2 separate regions of the Mus musculus genome follow, and region 1 is linked to region 2. A link is a contact called in public HiChIP or PLAC-seq data. All regions are on one chromosome and are shown on one strand. Each heading gives the region's core, a stretch centred on a gene start, on an enhancer-like site or on the middle of the called end of the contact. The rest is flanking DNA. Distances are from core to core; before and after follow the strand shown.

What was found. HiChIP or PLAC-seq counts read pairs in DNA pulled down with a chosen protein or histone mark.
Region 1: a contact with region 2 is called in an RNA polymerase II HiChIP or PLAC-seq map of embryonic stem cells, with 13 read pairs. The contact joins two enhancer-like sites. A contact is called at or near these places in 2 of 39 promoter capture datasets (hippocampal neurons and stem cell-derived epiblast-like cells), 1 of 15 datasets of contacts at CTCF or cohesin (embryonic stem cells), 6 of 484 Hi-C or Micro-C datasets (the N1E-115 cell line, embryonic stem cells and forebrain), 5 of 115 datasets of contacts at active chromatin or transcription factors (the 230-238 cell line, embryonic stem cells and large pre-B cells) and 5 of 9 other capture datasets (adipose tissue, embryonic stem cells, liver and 2 more).

Annotation. Positions count from the first base shown.
Region 1 is chr5:123,056,008-123,060,844 of GRCm38.p6, forward strand. No RefSeq gene overlaps it. Among named protein-coding and RNA genes, the nearest start is that of Morn3, 11 kb to the left of the region's middle. Within about 2 kb of position 2,069, at least 361 of the 459 cell types and tissues checked have an H3K27ac peak or open chromatin away from gene starts, as enhancers often do. A contact at or near this core is called in embryonic stem cells and pancreatic islet, where this site is marked.
Region 2 is chr5:122,870,208-122,875,438 of GRCm38.p6, forward strand. Kdm2b (lysine (K)-specific demethylase 2B) reads right to left here. Exons shown (of 23, transcript NM_001003953.2): 23 at 461-1,690. The coding sequence ends at 1,509. Among named protein-coding and RNA genes, the nearest start is that of Rnf34, 23 kb to the left of the region's middle. Within about 2 kb of position 2,579, at least 15 of the 459 cell types and tissues checked have an H3K27ac peak or open chromatin away from gene starts, as enhancers often do. A contact at or near this core is called in embryonic stem cells and pancreatic islet, where this site is marked.

The DNA.
Region 1 (4,837 bases), core at 819-3,318, 190 kb after region 2:
CTCTCTCTTTCTTTCTTTCTTTTTTTCGAGACAGGGTCTTCTATGTAGTTCTGGCTGCCCTGAAACTCACTACGTAGATCAGGCTGGCCTCTAACCCACAGAACTCTACCTGCTTCTCTCTCCTGAGTACTGGGATTTAAGGCATGTAGCACCATACCCAGCTGCTACATGTTTTAAAATTTTTATTTTACTGTGTGCACACACTCATATACACATGGAGGTCAGAGGACAGTTTGTGAGAGTCTCTTCTCTCCTTTTCTGTGGGTTACAGGGATCGGCCTCATCATGAAGGCATTCACCTTTACCTGCTGAGCCATTTTGTCAGCCCAGTACAGACTTGAATAAAGAAAAATGTATTAAAGCACACAGGAGATGTTAATCCTGACCTAGTATACTCAATAGGACTTTAATAAATACATTAATGATAATAATAATAGTTATTACTATTATTGTGTATTAATAAATACATTAATGATAATAATAATAGTTATTACTATTATTGTGTATGGGTGGCATGTCTATGCACCTATGCATGCGTGGTGCTACTGGAGGCAAGGAGAGGGCATCAGATTTGCAGGAGTACTGATCCTTGTGATTTTACCATGTGTGAGTACTGGGAGTCAGACTGAAGGTTTCTGGGAAGAGCAGCTAGTACTATTAACCACTGGGCCATCTTTCCAGCCCTAAATACTTAATTTTAAGTATTACTTAATTTTAAAGATGTATTTATTTTTATTTAGATGAGTACACTACAGCTGGCTTCAGACATATCCCAGAAGAGGGCATTGGATCCCATTACAGATGGTTGTGAGCCACCTTGTGGTTGCTGGGATTTGAACTCAGGACCTCTGGAAGAGCAGTCAGTGCTCTTAACCACTGGGCCATCTCTCCAGCCCCCTAAGTACTCAATTTAAAAAAGCATTTTACACCAAGCATGGTGGTAAGTTTAGCACTTGGGAAAACAAGGCAGAAGTATAAATTCAAGGACACCCTGGCCTTCAGGGGAAACCCTACCTCAAAAGACAAAAAAAAAAAGAAAAAAGAAAAAAGAAAGAAAGAAAGAAAGAAAGAAAGAAAGAAAGAAAGCAAGCAAGCAAGCAACAACAACGACAACAACCACCACCCAAAAGCTGAGGAGACCGCTCAGTGGAGAGAGCTGTTACTGTATGGTTGTGGCACCTGTCAATAGTTAAATCTGATGGCTTATGGCTTAGGCAGGAAATAGGAGGTAGGACATCTGGGAGAGAGAAAGAATTCTGGGATAGAGCCAGGCACGAGGTCCACCTGGGAGGATGCATGGAACCTGAGCACAGGTAACCAGCCATGGGGCAGAATATAGATTAAAATTAGTGGGTTATCATAAGTTATGATTCTAGTCAGAGAAGAGCCTAGCTCTATGGCCAAGGTATTTGGAAATCTGTTTTGAGTCTGAGTCTTATTTCTGGGAACACGGGACCGGGAGGAAGAATCGACCCTTATATCTACAGCTCAGTGGTTAGAGCATTGGCTGCTCTTCCAGACAACCTGGGTTCTGTTCCCAGCACCCACATGGCAGGCAACAACCGTCTGTTACTCCAGTTCCAGGTGCTCTGACTCCCTCTTCTGGATTCCCCTGGCACAAGGAACACACCCCCAAAACAGTCATACACAAAAATATTAAACAAAACATTTTGTTGTATTTAGCCAACCACACTATGCGAACTTACATTTCTACCAAGAATCATAGTGAATTTTTAAATAACAATAAAATAAAATTATAAGTCAAAACCACAATCAGAACTAGATTCTAGCTCTTTAAAAGCGGGATTGTGGGGAACGGGGCTACAAACAGGATGGTGTGGCTGACGTCATGAATTTCGGGGGGCTTTAAATGCGCATGCGTTAGGCTCGCTTCACACACGCGATCTTCCTGCACGCAGTGCGCGTGCGCACGGCGAAGGAGCCCCGCCGGCTTAATTTTTTTTTAGGTGGGAGGAGCCAGTCGCGGGAGTTCTCGAGACCTACCTGCTCCCGCGGAATTACCCGTCCTAGCCCCTCTGCACATGCGCAATCACCAACACGCGTCTGGGAGGTCTCTGAAAGGCGGGCCCGAGGTTGCGCCTGCGCTCTGGGTACTCTTCGCGGAAGTGAGTGGGAGATGGGGGTGGGAATCGCGCTTCCACGCGGAACCGACGGAGGGCGAGCCTGAGTGTGCGGCTAGGGTTCGTGACTCCTCCAGTGCCGCCCTTCCTAGTCACGTGAAGACTGGACTGTGGACACAGAAATTATTTTTCTAATTTAAAGATTCTTACATAATTACCCATGTCTACGTGAAGGAACTGTTTTTTCTTTCAATTTTGTGTTTCTGGGACTAGTACAATGTATCAGTCCAGGCAGGCCTCGAACCCCAATCTTCTTCCTTCAGCTTCCCGAACGCCAGGATTCTCAGGCGGAAAAGTTTAGTTTTGGATTTATCCCTAATCATTTCTTAGCCTTTTTTTTTAAGAATGCTTGAAACATCACGAAGCATTTTAGGAATCATGCACGGTAGCTCGGGCTCAGAGGGAGGAGAATCACTCGGGAGTTCAAGATCCTCAGCTACACAGGGAGCTGAGAGGCCAGGGCTCAAAGCAGAACTCACTTCGGATGCCTCCGAGTGTTCGGAGAGATTACCAAGAATTATTAGTAAGTGGTTCTTGTCTGTTAGGCAGATTTATTGCATAAAGGCTAGCAAAGAAGTCTGCATAGAATTATGTGTGGCTTTTGTGTCCTGAAGGTGGTTGGTTCATTTGTTTCCATAAACAAGTATGGAAAGCGGATAGTGTTCAATATATGAAGACTGTTCTGATGGCTGGGGACACCAAGAAGCCTGTAGTTCAGCCCCAGTTCTTAAAGGGTTCTTGTGGGAAGGTCACGTGGTTCAGATGTAGAGGCAGTCTTGGAGGTAGCTGTGGGAGCACCTTGACATCTGCTGGGTGACGTCTGTGCACTTCAGAGACTGTCCAGTCAATACAGTCGTGCTGGACTTGGGGAGAGGAAGTCTAGATGCCAGAAGAGGAGATTAGGACCAAAGTGGAGGGTGAGAGACCATGTGTGTTCCTGAACATTGAGGGGTGGTAGGGAATGAGGCAGGAAGCGACTGTTAGACCAAAATCGCCTACTTCAAAAGGGAGAAGTTAGTAAAACTCTCTAAGGAAGATTATTTACGGGTTTACGATTTATTCATCCGTGTCTGTGTGCATGTGTAAGTTGCACCCATGTAGTGGTATGAGCGTGACATTCAGTACACAAGTCTACAGAGCTCTCTCTTTCCAACATGCAAGTCTCAGTGTTTGAACTCAGAGCCTTGGGCCTGGTGGCGGATCTCCTCTTACCCGCTGAGCCTCCTCTCCACCCCAACTCCCCAAGAAAGTCTTGAAATGGTACATTCTTGGGCCAGAATCTCTTGAGGCTGATGAGAGGTATGACTCCTAATCACTGTTCTAAAACGCTGGAAGGGTAGGGATTCTTGGACTCCCTGAAGAAGTTGCTCAGGTCCCGTCTCCCTCAGTTATATATGCCTTGAGGAAGAGGGGTTTATAAGAGTGTTAGGCCAAGAGAATAAACTTCAAGAATAGCACAGAAAAATAATTGAAAAGGAAGCTCTTAAATGTATCCAAAAAATCCACTTTGTAGTAGAATACGTGGGACAGACTGGTTTCATGGACTTGCTCACTTATATTTTGCCCTGGACCCTGACAAATTATGAAGTAGATATTGTTTTTTAATCTCCCAAAGGCTGCCTACATTATACTACTACAACCTTGAAGGATCTAGGGTTGTAAAATGTTGGGGGGACACAAAGATTCAGATCTTAATATAAGATAACTAAATGAAAGGCTGGAGAGATGGCTCAGCAGGTATAGGACTGTCTTGCAGAGGTCCTGGGTTTAGGTCCTAGCATCCACCTCCGGCCATTTACAGCTACCTGTAACTCCTGTTTCAAGGGATCTAGTGCCCTCTTCTGGTCTCCACTGGCATCTACAAGAGCCTGTCTCAAAAACAAGCAAGAGAAATAGAATTTCCCGTGCAGGAAGATTGTATTTCAGGTTGCTAGCAAAAGTGTGTTAAAGAGAAATGATCTACAACCCGGAGGCGGGGGGGGGAGGGGGGGGGCCAGGGAGAAGGAGAGAAAAAGAAAATAAACTTGTGTACATGCCACAACATTGCAGTGCAGCTGACCTGAGCAGCCACTGGACAGCTGCTATGCTTTGCCAGTTACTTTCATCGTGCTAAAAATACACAGATATCACTCCGACCTGGCGGGCCAGCTACAGGGATTAAGCAAAGGAGCGCGTGCGTGGAATGTATTGTAAACAGCTAGCGGCTGTTCACAGGAAGGTGTGTGGGAAATGTACTGGTGATGGTGTTTGCCCTGTTGTCAAACACAGGGGCCGGAGCTAAGAGGCCTGTGTTCCCTCAAGACTTCCAAGTGCTTTTCGTCTGGCAAGTGGTCCTTCTCCACTCTAGTGCAAATTAGTCCACCCGGCAGCTTTCAGGAAAATACACTTGGATGTTTTTAAAAACTGCTAGCCCAAATGTAACGGTGTTTTTGGAAGGTAATTAGAGCAGGAGGCTGGGATCCTCTAGGGAGTGTGAATTGCCATGAAAGACAGGTTAGTTTCAAAGGGTTGGAGACTGGAGAGAAGCCTGTCTCCAATTAGGAACCAGGTGAAAGGGACACTGTAGCACTTTCTTTAAATCCTTAATGAAACTAACCTACTGTGTCACTGATCTGGCTGGGGTGGGGGTGGGGGTAGGGATTGGCATGGAGAATGTCAGCTGTGGAAGAGTTCTGCTGTCCCGTGCAATGCAAACG
Region 2 (5,231 bases), core at 1,329-3,828:
TTGGTGGTTCATTACTCCTTGGGAGATGTTACTGTGACCTATACTAGTCTGGAGCTACATTATATCTTTGCTCTGTTGTTCACCTCTAATAGTGTGAAGCCAGGTTCTTACTGGCTTGTGTGGAAAAAATAGCCCTAAAAGCAGTTCTTAGGGGAGATGATGACTTTTCTAAATATCAGGATGCAGCTGTCTCGTTTGGAGGTTCAGAGAAGTAAAACTATCACAAAAATGATATGCAACAAACCTTCAGACCAATTTTACACTTAAACAAGTATCACAGCAGTATCAGAGTCAGAGCCATGGCTCCTGATAGCCACAGGTGGCCCACATTGTTTTTTCCCCATTACCTCTATTGGTTAGAAACCTTTCTGTAGGAAGGAAAAAAATGCATGTGTCTTGGGGCTGCTACATTTTTCAGATTTAACCCTCATAAAACAGAAACCCTCAAACACAGTGTAGATTTTTTTTTTTGTACAATTGTTTATATAAATCCAACAAAGGTCAAACTGCATCAGGGAAAGGTTAGGAAACACCACCAAACAACAAGGGATGCAGAACTTACCAACTAAAGTGAGAACTGAACACTTGAGAGGAGGAGGACAAAGGAGAGGGTGTGGGCACATTTATTCTACCTGATTCTTGGTATAAATTAGACCTATGTAAGTAGAATACAAGAGCTCATGCTTGGAGCAAACCCTCCTGAGTGTAAAGGCTCAAGTCTGAGGGAGAGGTGAAGTCTATTGAAACTTGGCAAAGTGTTTTACCTGGACTATACTTTACACATATCCACAACATGCTTGTGTAGCTTCTTGACATACACAGTAGGCTCTCAGCATCCAGTTAAACATGCTTTTTAAGTGGAAGGTCATAGCCCCCTGTCACACCTGGGCACATCTGGAGATGGGCTTTTTATGCTGACATAGTACAGGTTAACTCTCCTACCTGAAGGACAGTTGGCAATCTAAATAATAAAAACACTGGTATGCATTCAAATCTCCCATAAATAATTTTTAAACAATTTATACAAAAATAGTTCTGCATAATGTAAGATGTAACAAAACCAACTAAACAAAATGTATCAACGACGGCTGCAGATGGTGTGTGTGTGGTCCACTCCATGTTGACGCCAGAAGCCTCAGCATTGCAAGGAACAAGTGCCCCAAACAAAAACTACTGATAAAAACACCAAGCTTAGGCTTCTAAGAGGATTTCTCCAAAGCTCATCTTCCTTTCCAATTGGAATGTCTTCTAAAGGCCGCCTTAGAAATGGTCCAGAAAGCAGTGCAGTTACGATGCAGAAAGAGCAAAGGAAAACATCTGGCTCACTCATCCCAAAATGGGTGGTTGAATGGCTTCCCCCTTGGCAAGATTTGCAAAACAGAACTGTGTCCTGTAGTCTCTTGTTTCAAATTCCAAAGGGAAATAATAGGCCCACTTGATTTTGCAGTCTTTCACCCTTCCTGGTTGTATTCCCCCCAACCCTCCATATTTACATACTTGTCCTGGAACTAACTTAGTTTTTGCAGGAGTTTCTCTTCCACTTGCCCAAATTGGACACTCACAGACATTTCAGCTATGAATTGCTCACAGCCTTCCTTGGTGACTTGCTTGCAGTACCTCAGGTCAATATGACAGATATTTCCACAGCGTTTGAAGAAGGACAGGCACAGGTCAGTTACCTTATTACAGTCTGCAGGAAGAAGAAATCATGTGAGGGACAGAAGACAGTCTAAGGTCCTATAAACTCAAGGGTCCAGTAACAGAGATAGAAAACTGATAAAAACAGAAATAGGAAGGTTTTTAGCATAGCCCAGCTCTTGGTGTCTCCCAAATGGGGATAATTTCACCTACCAGATTTCAAAAAGTTAAATAATATATTCTTGAAAACTTTGTTGAGTAAGTTTTGCCAGAAGTGGGAGGACATAAGGTTCTGTTTGGAACATTCTCCATTTTCAACCCCAGTCCCCTACACCTTCTGAACCCCTCTATCAGGGAGAAACTACTTGTACTATAGGGCTGCCTCTTCCTGTATAGTCACACACAAAAATCTCTATCTTACAAAAAGGGTCACAATGTTTTGAGGGGTTTAGATTACCTCTTTTATCTGACTACTCTGTTCAGCTAAATATCCTAGTGGATATGGTTAGATCAGAGTCAAGAGACTGAAGAAAGGCTTTATCCAAAAGAACAATTCACCATATCCCATAGATATTGCATATTTTTCAACATTCTTTACTTTTCTTAAACCCTACCTCTTTAGAATTGAATCTAGTCAACTGGCTAATAAGTTTCCAATTGAAACGAACCAAGATAAATGACTTCTGGATGGATCAAATAAACGAGAAAATGATTATTATCCTGTTAGGGGTATTAAATTGAACCCTCTTCTCTGTACTATCACTTTTGAATAAAAGTCAGGGCGAGCAGGTAACATGCATTAACAGAGAGACATTAATGATTACACTGATCACCTGTGAATTATCAGCCCGGCAACCAGGCCATCATGCCTACACAAAGCCCTGAACACAGATAGGTGCTCACCATTCTTGGATGCATACATAATGTGGACTACTTGAGGATAACCCAACCTCTCACAGTAGGAATGCAAACATAGGAGGCAGTCACAAGACAATGAGTCTGAGCTACTGATAGACAAAAGGGTCTTGGGGCTGGATTGATGGCTCAGTGGTTAAGAGCACTGACTGCTCTTCTAGAGGTCCTGAGTTCAATTCCCAGCAACCACATGATGGCTTCACAAACATCTGTAATGCGATCTGCTGCCCTTTCTGGTGTGTCTGAAGTCAGCTACAGTGTACTCAAAGATATAAAATAAATAAATTTAAAAAGAAAGAAACAAACAAAGAAGGAGAGAGTCTTTATGTAGACCAGGCTGGCCTCATGGCCTCAAAATCATAAGATATCTACCCCGCCATGTGCTGGGATTAAAGACGGGAACTACAATACCTGGCTGTTAATTTGCGTTATAAATCTTATTGCAAAAATTAAAAATGCAAGTGATGATGTCCACACACAATTACTTAAAACTTGGTATTTGATTCACTTTATAGAGGATAGATTTTGCTCGTGTAAAAACATTTTCCATATTTTTGCTTTAAAAAAAAAAAGAACTCAGTGTCAGGTAAAGCCCCATTTGAACAGTTTTTTTTGTTTGTTTGTTTTGTTTTGTTTTTTAATTTATCTTGATTACTTTCAATCAAAGCTGGCTGGCTAAAGACTGTCATGTGGGTCGTCCGTCAGCAGGTAGTATCTGCCTGTGGAAGAAGGTGTGAGGAACCAGGCTATAAAGAAGTTTAAAGCACAAGAGACCCTACACAGAGGGGTCCTTCCCTTTCAGTTTCTTAGACAGAGGGTCTTTAAGCTCCAGGAGCAAGCTAGTTCATTGTTGTTTAAGAACCAGGGAACACTGCTGAAAGTGATTCACCTGCCCCAAAGTCAACTTGGAAAAGGAGCCATCTGGAAATACTGGTCACACTGGTGTGAAAAGGTAAGTGCCAAGATAAGCATGAATACCTAATGGCCTCATGTCAAATCAGTGTGCCATCTGGACAGCAAGGTCCTGTGGGTGAGAGGTGCTGAGGCTGCTCTGGCTACGTGTGAGAGACGGTTTCAGGGATTTTTTCTTTTTTATCCCAGGGTAGGTGATGGAAGTGAGGCTTGAGGGGTGAGAGGAGTTCTCTGGAGAGGGAGCTGAATGGAAACAGCTGTTAGAAGGAGAAGGTTCAATTAGAAGGGTGTACATGCATCCTAAAAAGGTTGTAGGGTTGCAGGGAAACAAACTCTTAGCCAGCATGTCCATGACCGTGAGCTCACCCAGAGACAATCACAAGTGTTTTTTTTCCATAGCAAGGAGACAAAGTGCAATTATTATCAAGGAAATTTTCTTATCAAAAGAAAAATGTTTAACTTATTCAAACTTCTGGCCTTAGCATGCAGTACACAGTAAACCAAAAAAATAAAGTATAAAAAAATTGGATGGAGTACAAGCTAAATAACACCATAAAGTTCACTAACCCTGGATGGGAAGCATTTTTTAAGTAAACTGAAGTCCTGTTTGTGTTTGTGGTCTTAGGATAGACTCCAGCTAGGTAGGGCCTTGTTATGTAATAAGCAAGGGCTTTATCACTGATCTCCATTCCTGCTCCTGTATCAAGGATTACTGACAACAGGACAGGGGCAGCTCACCACGGGATGGGCCTCATATGTCACACTGAAAAATGAAAAAAATTGAGTGCTCTCCCCTACTTCTAATACTGGCAAATTTTCTATTCTATTTATACTTAAAATTCACCTTTGCATCTTGGGGAAACACCCGAGAGGCTAATTAGAGTAAGGGACTCTTTGAAAGAGGGAGAGAGGTTCTATTTAGAAGCATCCTTTTTTTTTTTTTTTTTAAAGTTTTCTCATCTCCAGTCTCACCTAGAGTAAAAGAATACTGTTTCATTTTTAGTTCTTTTATTTTACCTGTGATAGCACTATCACTATAGGATCCGAATTCTTATGAAGGATCTTAGGAGGTCTCTAATTGTTACATGAGACTGAAACAACAAGTTATGTTCCCTGCACTGTCTGCTGCTGTTGTATGTTTAAAAATGTTCACAATATAAAAATGAGAACTGCAGAGATGGCTCAGTGGACCTGGGTTAGCAGTTCCAGGGGGTCTGACACCTTTTCCGATTTCTGCTGGCACTGATCACCCCATGATGCACGTACCATACATGTATGTAACACACACATAAATTAAAAACAAAAAACAAAAAATCCAAAATGTGAGATTGGAAGAGAAATCCTACCAATGATAAGATGGTTTTTAAACAACAAAAAAATATTGTAAAAAATGGTACAATTTTTAATTAAAAGTGAAGTATTTAGAGAGTACACTTCAAAACAAAAAACCTTGTTTTACTTAAAACATTTTGGCAAGCTTAGAAAAATAGCTCCATTTCTAAATGAGAACAATGAAAAAATTGCAAGCTCATGCACAATGGAACCCCAGAGAAGTAAATTCAAGGGAACAAGACTTGTCCACTGACAGTGGTAAATAACAAAACAACCAAAAAACAAAACAAAAAACCTACTAAAATAAGACATAAATGGGAAAACATTCTAAGTTCATGGATTAGAAGATTAAACTATTAAGACATTACTACTGTCAAAGATGAGCAAAGTGATTTAGCAAAAATAGAAAAAGCCCATCCTGAAATTTAGTAAAC